Regions from separate parts of the Pan troglodytes genome. Here all the other regions are linked to region 3. Evidence: chromatin contacts called from public Hi-C data. All regions are on one chromosome and are shown on one strand. Each heading gives the region's core, a stretch centred on a gene start, on an enhancer-like site or on the middle of the called end of the contact. The rest is flanking DNA. Distances are from core to core; before and after follow the strand shown. Region 1 has its middle 220 kb from the start of PELI2. Region 2 overlaps LOC107968172 (a long non-coding RNA gene). Region 3 holds the start of PELI2 (pellino E3 ubiquitin protein ligase family member 2).

Region 1 (2,700 bases), core at 130-2,629, 220 kb after region 3:
ATGTGTCACCATCAAACCAAACATATGGTGGCTTTAAAGCAGCTTCTTATCAAAACAAACACTTCCACTGAGCCCCACTAAATTCCTGCTTTTAAGCTGGGAGGGCCTTTTGTTCTCAGATCACTGGCAGAGTAGCAGAGGTGGATGAAACATGCTATCTCTCCAGGTTCTTTGTGGTCTCTCCCCATAACTCACCTGGAGAGTGGCCCTGACACTCCAAAATGACCTTGGCCATAGCAATAGTAGACCCAAGTGGAGTGCTGTCCCTCACTCTTCACTAGTTATATCACGTTGTTCAGTTCTTGCTCCTGCCTTTTGATCACGCACAAACACTTCCCCAAGACTGAACCCCTCCTCAAATTTCATTTCTCCCCACCTCAATAGAACTCGTAAAGCACTATTTGGTAATGTCGGTTTTCCAGGCTGTTTCTGGAAAGATGGAGAAGAGAATATATCAAACACTGCACTACACAACACTTCATCAAAATCTCCACCTTAGTTGTCTCCTTCTCTCTTGTCCTCCCTGCCTCCCACCAGTTTTTCTCTTGATCTCTTTCCTCCTCTGATTATGTAGAATAATTTAGGTGTCCTCCCCCCTTCCAATTTGCATCCACCCACCTGAATCAATTTAACACCCCCATCTTCCTTCAGCAACTAGGGGATCTTCTTTGGGATCCTTCCTCCTTAGACATTAGGAGAGGATTGTAAAAATATATCCTTTCCCATCCCCACTCCACCTTGACACCAACTCCAACAGTGGGAGCAAAGAGGTTCTCTTTAGGGGAGAATATTTGCCTTTTTGGAGCGTGTGATCCACCCCTCTGTGATCCCCTTCTTTCTCCAAGCAAAATGAGACAGGCACAGCTGGGAGATAGAAATCTCCCTTCTATGTGGGGCTTATGAGGTTGACATGCATCCCCATCTTTCCTGTAGGAGAATGCACTTGCCCATGCAATATGGATACTTGGAGCCTTTGGGTCAGGGCAGGGGAGTGAGAGAGAGAGAGGTGGGGAGGTGGAGGGTTCACTTAGAGTGGAGTCTTCAAATGCTTTGAGAGACTTAGAGCCACCCAAAGCTATGTCTCCCTCATCACCCTCGGGTTCGCACTACCCCCGTAAATAGACCCTCTCCTCAGCCACCCTCACTGGGGTTCTTGGCATGGCAGCCTGCCCCCCATGTGGAGTCATCCCAACAGCCACAAAGTGTTTAGAGCTTCTTTTGAGTCTCCTGCAGCAGCACAGAGTTTCATGACACAGCATGGAATGACTCAGCAAAGTCAAATGAGGGCAGAGAAGACAATCAGAGGGAATTACAACACTTTGAGTAGAATGATGAGAAAAGGCCCTTATTAAAGAGCACCCACGAAGTTCAGATTGCCAAACACTGTAGTGCCATCTGCCGGCTGAGGGCCCTCTTGCATAGGCCCCCATTCTTGAAGCTATTCTCCAGGCCCCGAGCCATGGCCAGGATCTCTGAGACCACTGGAGATACTTTTGCTGTCTGTGTGACCTAGATTTCAAAAGAGGTCATTCTATGAGTCTGTCATGCTCTAATGGAACCTCTCTCTGTCCTTGAGGAACTTGGATGATCTAAAACTCAGAGGGATCTAAAACTGTTGAAAGGCATTGAAGGTGTTGAAATGAAAGAAAGAAAATATACTAAACCTAGCAGCTAAAATATGTCCTTTGGATGTTTTGTATGTGCCTAAAATTCTTCAAGATACCATAAAATGGTCACCAACTACACTATTAATGTCATTGTGTAAATGATCATTGTCCTTCTCATGCCCCTAATTGTTAAAGACCACCAGCTGCAATCCAGCTCCTTGGTGGACAGGCATAACCGCGGACTTTGGATTACATCCCTTCTATTTCTTCTGCCCTATATTTATAGACATAAGTGATCCTTAAATTTGCTAATGAAGATGGATCCTAGTTTCAGTGAGATCAACGTTGCTGGCTGATTATTTATCAATACATTTTAACCAGGAATTGCTTCCAGAATCATAAAGGCAGCAGAAATCCAGGCATGTATTTGGAATTTGTCTTTAAATTCTAATACCTTTGTCTAAAGACTTTACTGCTACATCCATTTCTCTACTAGATGAGCAAAATACTTTTCCCTGGACACTAAGGTTAACTTCTTCTTTTTCATCTCCTAGAAGTGTTAGCCATTTGGACCTTTGTTTAACAGCTTCTGTGAAGCGTTATGCTCTGACAGCTTGCCTGATGGATGGAGCTGTCAGCGTATCCCCAGTCCAGAGATGAGGAGGACATTGCCTCACCTACCCACTCTATAAATCAGATGAATAAAAATTAGTACCAAGCTAGGCCCAGGGATCCTTTCTCATTTTAGTACTCTTTGTAGATTATAATCTTCAGAATGTGCTTCAGGAAAAAAAAAAGAAAAAAAAAAAAGACTTTAATGTTGCTTTGCTCTAAAGAATTAGCATTGATTTACTCTACAAAATAACAGCTCATGGATAAGACATTGGAAAAAATTAGTACTATATGCACAAACCTGTCCTCTGTGACCTGGAATCATAACTTTAGGGGTTGGAGGTCTGATGTGAAGTGCAGAGAGGGAGATATTAGCAGAAATGTCAATACCCAAGGGGGACTGGGCAGAGTGGGCAGGGCAGAGATGAGATGCCAAAGTGAGGCAACCAGAGGCACTCAGGAGAGGTATCAAGGAGAAAAG
Region 2 (2,700 bases), core at 149-2,648, 250 kb before region 3:
TGCTTTATGAATCTGTGTGCTCCTGTGTTGGATACATATATACTTAGGATAGTTAGGTTTTCTTGTTGAATTAAGCCCTTTGCCATTATGTAATTTCCTTCTTTGTCTTTTTTGATCATTGTTGGTTTAAAGTCTATTTTGTCTGAAATTAGGATTGCAACCCTTGCTATTTTCTGTTTTCCATTTGCTTGTGCCATTTTCCTGTCTTTATTCCCTGTCTCTTTCAGGGATGCCAGTGAGTCATAGATTTGATCTGTTTACATAATCCCATATTTCTTGGAGGTTTTGTTTATTCCTTTTCATTATTTTTTCTTTATTTTTGTCTGATGGTCTTATTTCAGAAAGCCAGTCTTCAATCTCTGAGATTCTTTCCTCAGCTTGGTCTATTCTGCTGTTACTACTGCAATTGCATTATGAAATTCTTGTAGTGTATTTTTTAGCTCTATCAGATCAGTTAGGTTCTTTTTTACACTGTTTTGTCTGTCAGCTCTTGAATTGTTTTATTGTGATCCTTAGATTCCTTTGATTGGGTTTTGATGTTTCCCTTAATCTTGATCTTCATTCCTATTCATATTCTGAATTTTATTTCTGTTGTTTCAGCCATCTCAGCCCAGTTAAAAACCCTTGCTGGAAAACTAGAGAGGTTGTTTGGAGGAATGAAGACACTTTGGTCTTTTGAATTGCCTGGTTCTTTCTCATCTCTGCATGTGGGTGTTCCTTTAACTGTGGTGTAGATTGAGTACACTCAATAGGCTTCTTTTCTGGATGTTTTCAGAGGGTGAGGCTTTGTGCAGGGTCTTTGTAGCTGAATTCTTGTTGGTTTCACAGTGGGTTATGTTTGTCAAGTATTTTTGGTGTTGAAGTTTGGGGTGTGATCCACTAGGTGGCACTTAAGCATAATGAGCCCCCAGGCTCTTTGTTTCTTCCCCAGACCAAGGACAGCATGGGCAGAACCGCTGCTGTGGCCGCGACAGAGGGGCTGTCGGTTGCCTCTGGGAGTCTCTCCCCAGGGACACCCAGAGCCACTGCCAGTGGGTGCGCTCAGCCAGGGCAGCTGTTCTGCGATCCTGAGCTGGCGGCCCTGCCTGGTGGAGAGGGCAGGGTAGGGGCTCCCCGGGAAGAGGGGCTAGACTCCTTTCTGTATGGTGGCTGCTGTGTGCTGGAGGTCCCAGCCTAGAGACTAGGCCCTTTGTTCTTAGGTTGACTCCGGCATTTCTTCCTGGGAGAAATGCTGGGCTGCCTCTGATTGAAGTGTTTCCGCAGGCAGGGTGGCTGTGCTGGCGTCCCAGGTTAGGCGGCCCCCAGTCCGTGAGAAGTGAGGGTGGGACCTGCATAGGGAGGGGAACAGTCCTGCCGCTTTTCCGTGAGGCAGCTGCTCTGTGCTAGGGGTCCGTACCATCCCCTGTCCCAACAGACTTTCTAGGCCGGCCCTCCCTCTGGGAGCTCTGCCCCAGAGAGGCGAGGAGCTGCTACTGGCCCGATTGCCCTGGTGGGGGTGGGGGTGGGGGGGACTGCCGGGGGTGGTGGGTGGAGTCCCAGGTTGAGAGGTCTTGCCCAGTGAGGAGAAATGGGGTGGAGGATCCATGTAAAAAACGATCTGAATGCTTTTTTGTAGGGCAGCTGCACTGTGCCGGGGGGCCAGTCAGTCCCTCATCACTCTGGGCTCTCCAGTGCCTGAAGGCAGCAACAGCAAAGGCTGCAAAACAGCAAAGATGGTGGCCCACCCCTCCCTCAGGGAGCTCCCTCTCAGGGAGGCGTGGAGCTGCTACCATGGTCACATGTGGCTGGAGTTCCAGGTCAGTGGGTCTTACCCCACCAGGTGCCATGGAAGTGAGGCCTGCAGACTGTCTCTGCTCAGCCCCTTGGATTCAGCCCCTTTCCCTTAAGGGAGCCTAACCTACCCCTTTGCCAGAGCTGTGGCTGCTAATGCTGGGATGCCCGGGGACCAAAGGCTCCTAGGACCCTGATCAGTGGCTCTGCCCAGACTCCACCTAGCTCTGTGTGTCAGAGTGAGCCCTGGTAGTAGGTTCATGAGGGAGACCTCCTGACCTCAGCGTTGCAAAGGTCTGTGGAAGAAGCGTGGGTCCCTGGGATCTCTCACTCACTCAGTGTTCCCATGGAAGGGGAGCCTCCTCTGGCTCCTTGCCTCTCCCAGATGGGTGGTTGTCCTGCCTGGCTCCTCTCTATTCTCTGTGGATCGAGTTATTTCCTTGATGATTCCCAGTGTGCACACCTGGATGTTTCCGGCACATACTAGCTACTTCTAGTTGGCTGTCTTCGATCAGTCTTTAAAATTTTAATTTTCAGTGTTTGTTTTGGTATATAGAAGTAAGATTGAATTTTGTGTGGTAACCTTGTATCCTGAAGCCTTGTTAAACTCACATATTAATTTATTGGTTTTTTTTCTATGTGAACAGTCATATTATTTATGAATAGGGACAGTTTTATTTCTTCCTTTCTATTCTGTATGTCTTATTTCGTTTTCTTGTTAGTTACTCTGGCTAAGACTTCCTGATAGTGAATGGGAGAAGTAAAAGTGAATATTCTTGCTTTGTTCCAGGTTTTAGCTTGAAAACATTCAGCTGACCTTAAGTATGATGTTAGCTGTAGGTTAGATGCCTTTTAGGAGGTTGAGGATGATCTCTTCTATTCCTGGTTTGTAAGAATTTTTATCATAATGAATTTGGATTTTTTTTTCAA
Region 3 (2,700 bases), core at 138-2,637:
TATAAAAAATATAGAGAATACGTAATATATGCAGAATAACTAATATTCATTTGAAATACAGAATTTCTATAGTTAGCTGAAATAAGTTAACTGTTTAATAAAGTTTATTTTTGGCTTACCAGTGGTGTGGCTTTAGTTACTTTGGAATAATTTATTTCTAAAACCTCAATTAAAAAAATCAGTTCCTAACTGAAGTAAAATTATCAGAAACATCATGTCACTACCGTAATAACCTGTCAGAGAATGTTACACAAGGGGTGCAGCACAGCGGAATGGAAGGTTACAGATGCAATTATTATTTTTTCTAGCCCTTTGCTTCGGGTCATAGCCAACCAGTCACTATACACAGGGTAGCTTCTGCAGTATTTATTTCTTTAAATATTTAACAGTGTTGAGAGGCAATGACTCGCAATAATATGTAGAGTTTCTAGCACATTATGAGTGCTTAATAAATGTTAGAACAATAAAATCCTGTATGATGAAAAACAGCAGTCAGTAAAACTATCACAGTCTACGATATTTTAAAGCCATAGCAATAACTAGTTTAAAAAGAATAGAAAGCAAACAGTGCATTGATTAAATCATGGTCATAAAGGAACATTTACGTTCACTAAAAAGTCCACCCAGGTAATTTCCCCTTATATGTATTAGGGGATGGAAAGAAGGCACAGGAAAAGTGGATAAAGTATGGATTAAAAAACAACTCTTCCCCCATCCCCCCGCCACCCCCCAAAAGCCAGGTGGAGCTCTATTGACCACAAGCCGGGGTAGCTACATCCAGTGCAACGGTGGGGTGCTCCAAGCGCCTTCGAAACGTCCTCTACGCCAGCACCAACTGGCAAAACCTTCTAATTTTCTAGACGCCTTTCTGCTTGGTTTTGGAAGGGGAGGCACCCAAGTGGGTGTGTGCGACACCTCTAGATGTAAGCCGGGACACAGTGACATCGAGAGAGCGCTATTCTACTCGGAGAGGAAGTTAATCCCATCGAACTCCAGCCAGGAAAACGTGGGCTTGGGAACCGCGGCCGCTCGTTTCCAGGATCTCCCGCGGGCCTTCGCGGCTGAAGAACCAGGCGGCGAGGGCTGAGGACCCCGCGCTCTAAGTTTGGGGAAGGAAGTGAGGAAAAAAAATAGAGCTGCTCCTTTAAGAACTTCCTTTCCCTTTTACTCTATGTTTACATAACACAGGGGCCGAGCCTCCGCCGGGCCGAGGGGGGCGGGGAGTGGGCGCGGGCGGCCCCACGCGCCGGGGGAGGGGGCGCCCCGCGGGCCGGGGGCGGGCGCCTGGCTCTGCATGGGGCGGGGCGGCTCCCACCTGCCCGCGCGCTGGCCCCCGCCTCCCCCGCGCGGCCCCCGCCTCTCGTGCGCCCGCTCCCTCCTCCTTCCCTCCCTCCCGCGGGGCTTCGGCGGCGGCGCTCAGCACAGGCAGGTCCCCCTGCTGCTGGGTCCCATTTGTTGCCGGCTCTGACTCGCGGCGGCCGCGGCGCGCGGAGCTCCGGGGAGTCAGGCGGAGCAGCCGCGCAGCCACGACGGAGCAGCAGCGGGACTGGCCGCCCCGCGCCCCCTTCGCCGCCGTGCCCTTCCCCGGCGCGCTCACCCCGTTCTCGGGATGGGATTGTAGCGGCGGCGCGGACTCGGCGGGGATCGCGGCGGAGGCGGCGGCGTCGGCGGCCGAGCGGGGCTCCATGTTTTCCCCTGGCCAGGAGGAACACTGCGCCCCCAATAAGGAGCCAGTGAAATACGGGGAGCTGGTGGTGCTCGGGTGAGTCCTGGGGTCCCTGGTCCCGGGCAGCGGCGCGGGCGGGGAGCGCCCGCATCCTGGAGCGGGGCTGGCGGGGTGGCTCGGCGCTCTTTGGGGACCGCCGGGGCGCTCGGGGCGGCAGGAGAGGCTCTCAGGGCCCGGACGGCGGCGCGGGGGCGGGATGCCCCCCATCGGCGCGCGCTCGGGGTGCTGCGGCGGGCGCCGGGCTGCGCTGTCCGCGCGGAGGACGCGGCGGAGGAAGTGGCGGCCAGAACTCGGGCGACCCAGCGGGGGCAGCGCCGGGCACCGGGTCCGCGGCCGTATCGTGGGGGCGGGGGCAGGGGCTCCACTTCCCGCGCGCCGCGTCCGGGCCGGGGAGGGCGGGCAGGGACTCCATGTGAGGCGCCGCCGTCGCGGGCGCTTCGCGGGGGCGCTTCCCGAAGCTGAGAGGCCGGCCGGCGCGGAGCCCCGTCTTCCCACCTCCCGCGCGGACCGTGGTACCCGCGCCCCCGAACTCCGAGCCCGGCGCCGTGAGCTCGGGCCGCCGCGGGCTGTGGGATCCCCGGCTGCGCTTTGCAAATTGTTCCGATGACCGCCGCGGGCCGCCGCAGCCCGAGAGCAGTGAACTGTGTGTGACCCGGGCCGGCCGGCCCTCCGCTTCTCCCCGCTTGGAGTGCTCTGGAGGGGAGGGGCAGGATGCGGCTGCTCGGGGCCTGGCACCGGGGCGCGGGCCGTATCCCCCCGGTCCCGGCCTCGCTGATGCCCTCCCGGCTGCGGGGAGCTCGCCAGCCTCGCCCGCCTCGGCTCCCTCTCTGCTGGTGAAAGCCGCATCTTGAAGATAGTAATTATGTACAATCGTTAAACGGCAGCAATTAGAGACTTCATCTACTTCCTGAGTTTCCTTGTGACATTTCTATTGTTTACCCTTAATAAGCCAGGAGAGAGGCTTTGCGGGCTTA

Evidence for each region. A called contact is a pair of places that touch in the nucleus more often than the background predicts.
Region 1: a Hi-C map of stem cell-derived neural progenitor cells shows a contact between it and region 3, with 9 times the contacts expected there. The contact joins the enhancer-like site here to the promoter of PELI2 in region 3. A contact is called at or near these places in 1 of 7 Hi-C or Micro-C datasets (stem cell-derived neural progenitor cells) and 1 of 1 datasets of contacts at active chromatin or transcription factors (stem cell-derived excitatory neurons).
Region 2: a Hi-C map of stem cell-derived neural progenitor cells shows a contact between it and region 3, with 1.9 times the contacts expected there. The contact joins the enhancer-like site here to the promoter of PELI2 in region 3. A contact is called at or near these places in 1 of 7 Hi-C or Micro-C datasets (stem cell-derived neural progenitor cells) and 1 of 1 datasets of contacts at active chromatin or transcription factors (stem cell-derived excitatory neurons).

The regions. Positions count from the first base shown.
Region 1 is chr15:54,325,277-54,327,976 of NHGRI_mPanTro3-v2.0_pri, forward strand. No RefSeq gene overlaps it. Among named protein-coding and RNA genes, the nearest start is that of PELI2, 220 kb to the left of the region's middle. Within about 2 kb of position 1,380, at least 3 of the 24 cell types and tissues checked have an H3K27ac peak or open chromatin away from gene starts, as enhancers often do. A contact at or near this core is called in stem cell-derived neural progenitor cells, where this site is marked.
Region 2 is chr15:53,856,928-53,859,627 of NHGRI_mPanTro3-v2.0_pri, forward strand. All of the region lies in intron 1 of LOC107968172 (a long non-coding RNA gene), which reads left to right. Among named protein-coding and RNA genes, the nearest start is that of PELI2, 250 kb to the right of the region's middle. Within about 2 kb of position 1,399, at least 3 of the 24 cell types and tissues checked have an H3K27ac peak or open chromatin away from gene starts, as enhancers often do. A contact at or near this core is called in stem cell-derived neural progenitor cells, where this site is marked.
Region 3 is chr15:54,107,926-54,110,625 of NHGRI_mPanTro3-v2.0_pri, forward strand. PELI2 (pellino E3 ubiquitin protein ligase family member 2) reads left to right here and starts at 1,388. Exons shown (of 6, transcript XM_522860.8): 1 at 1,388-1,762. The coding sequence starts at 1,686.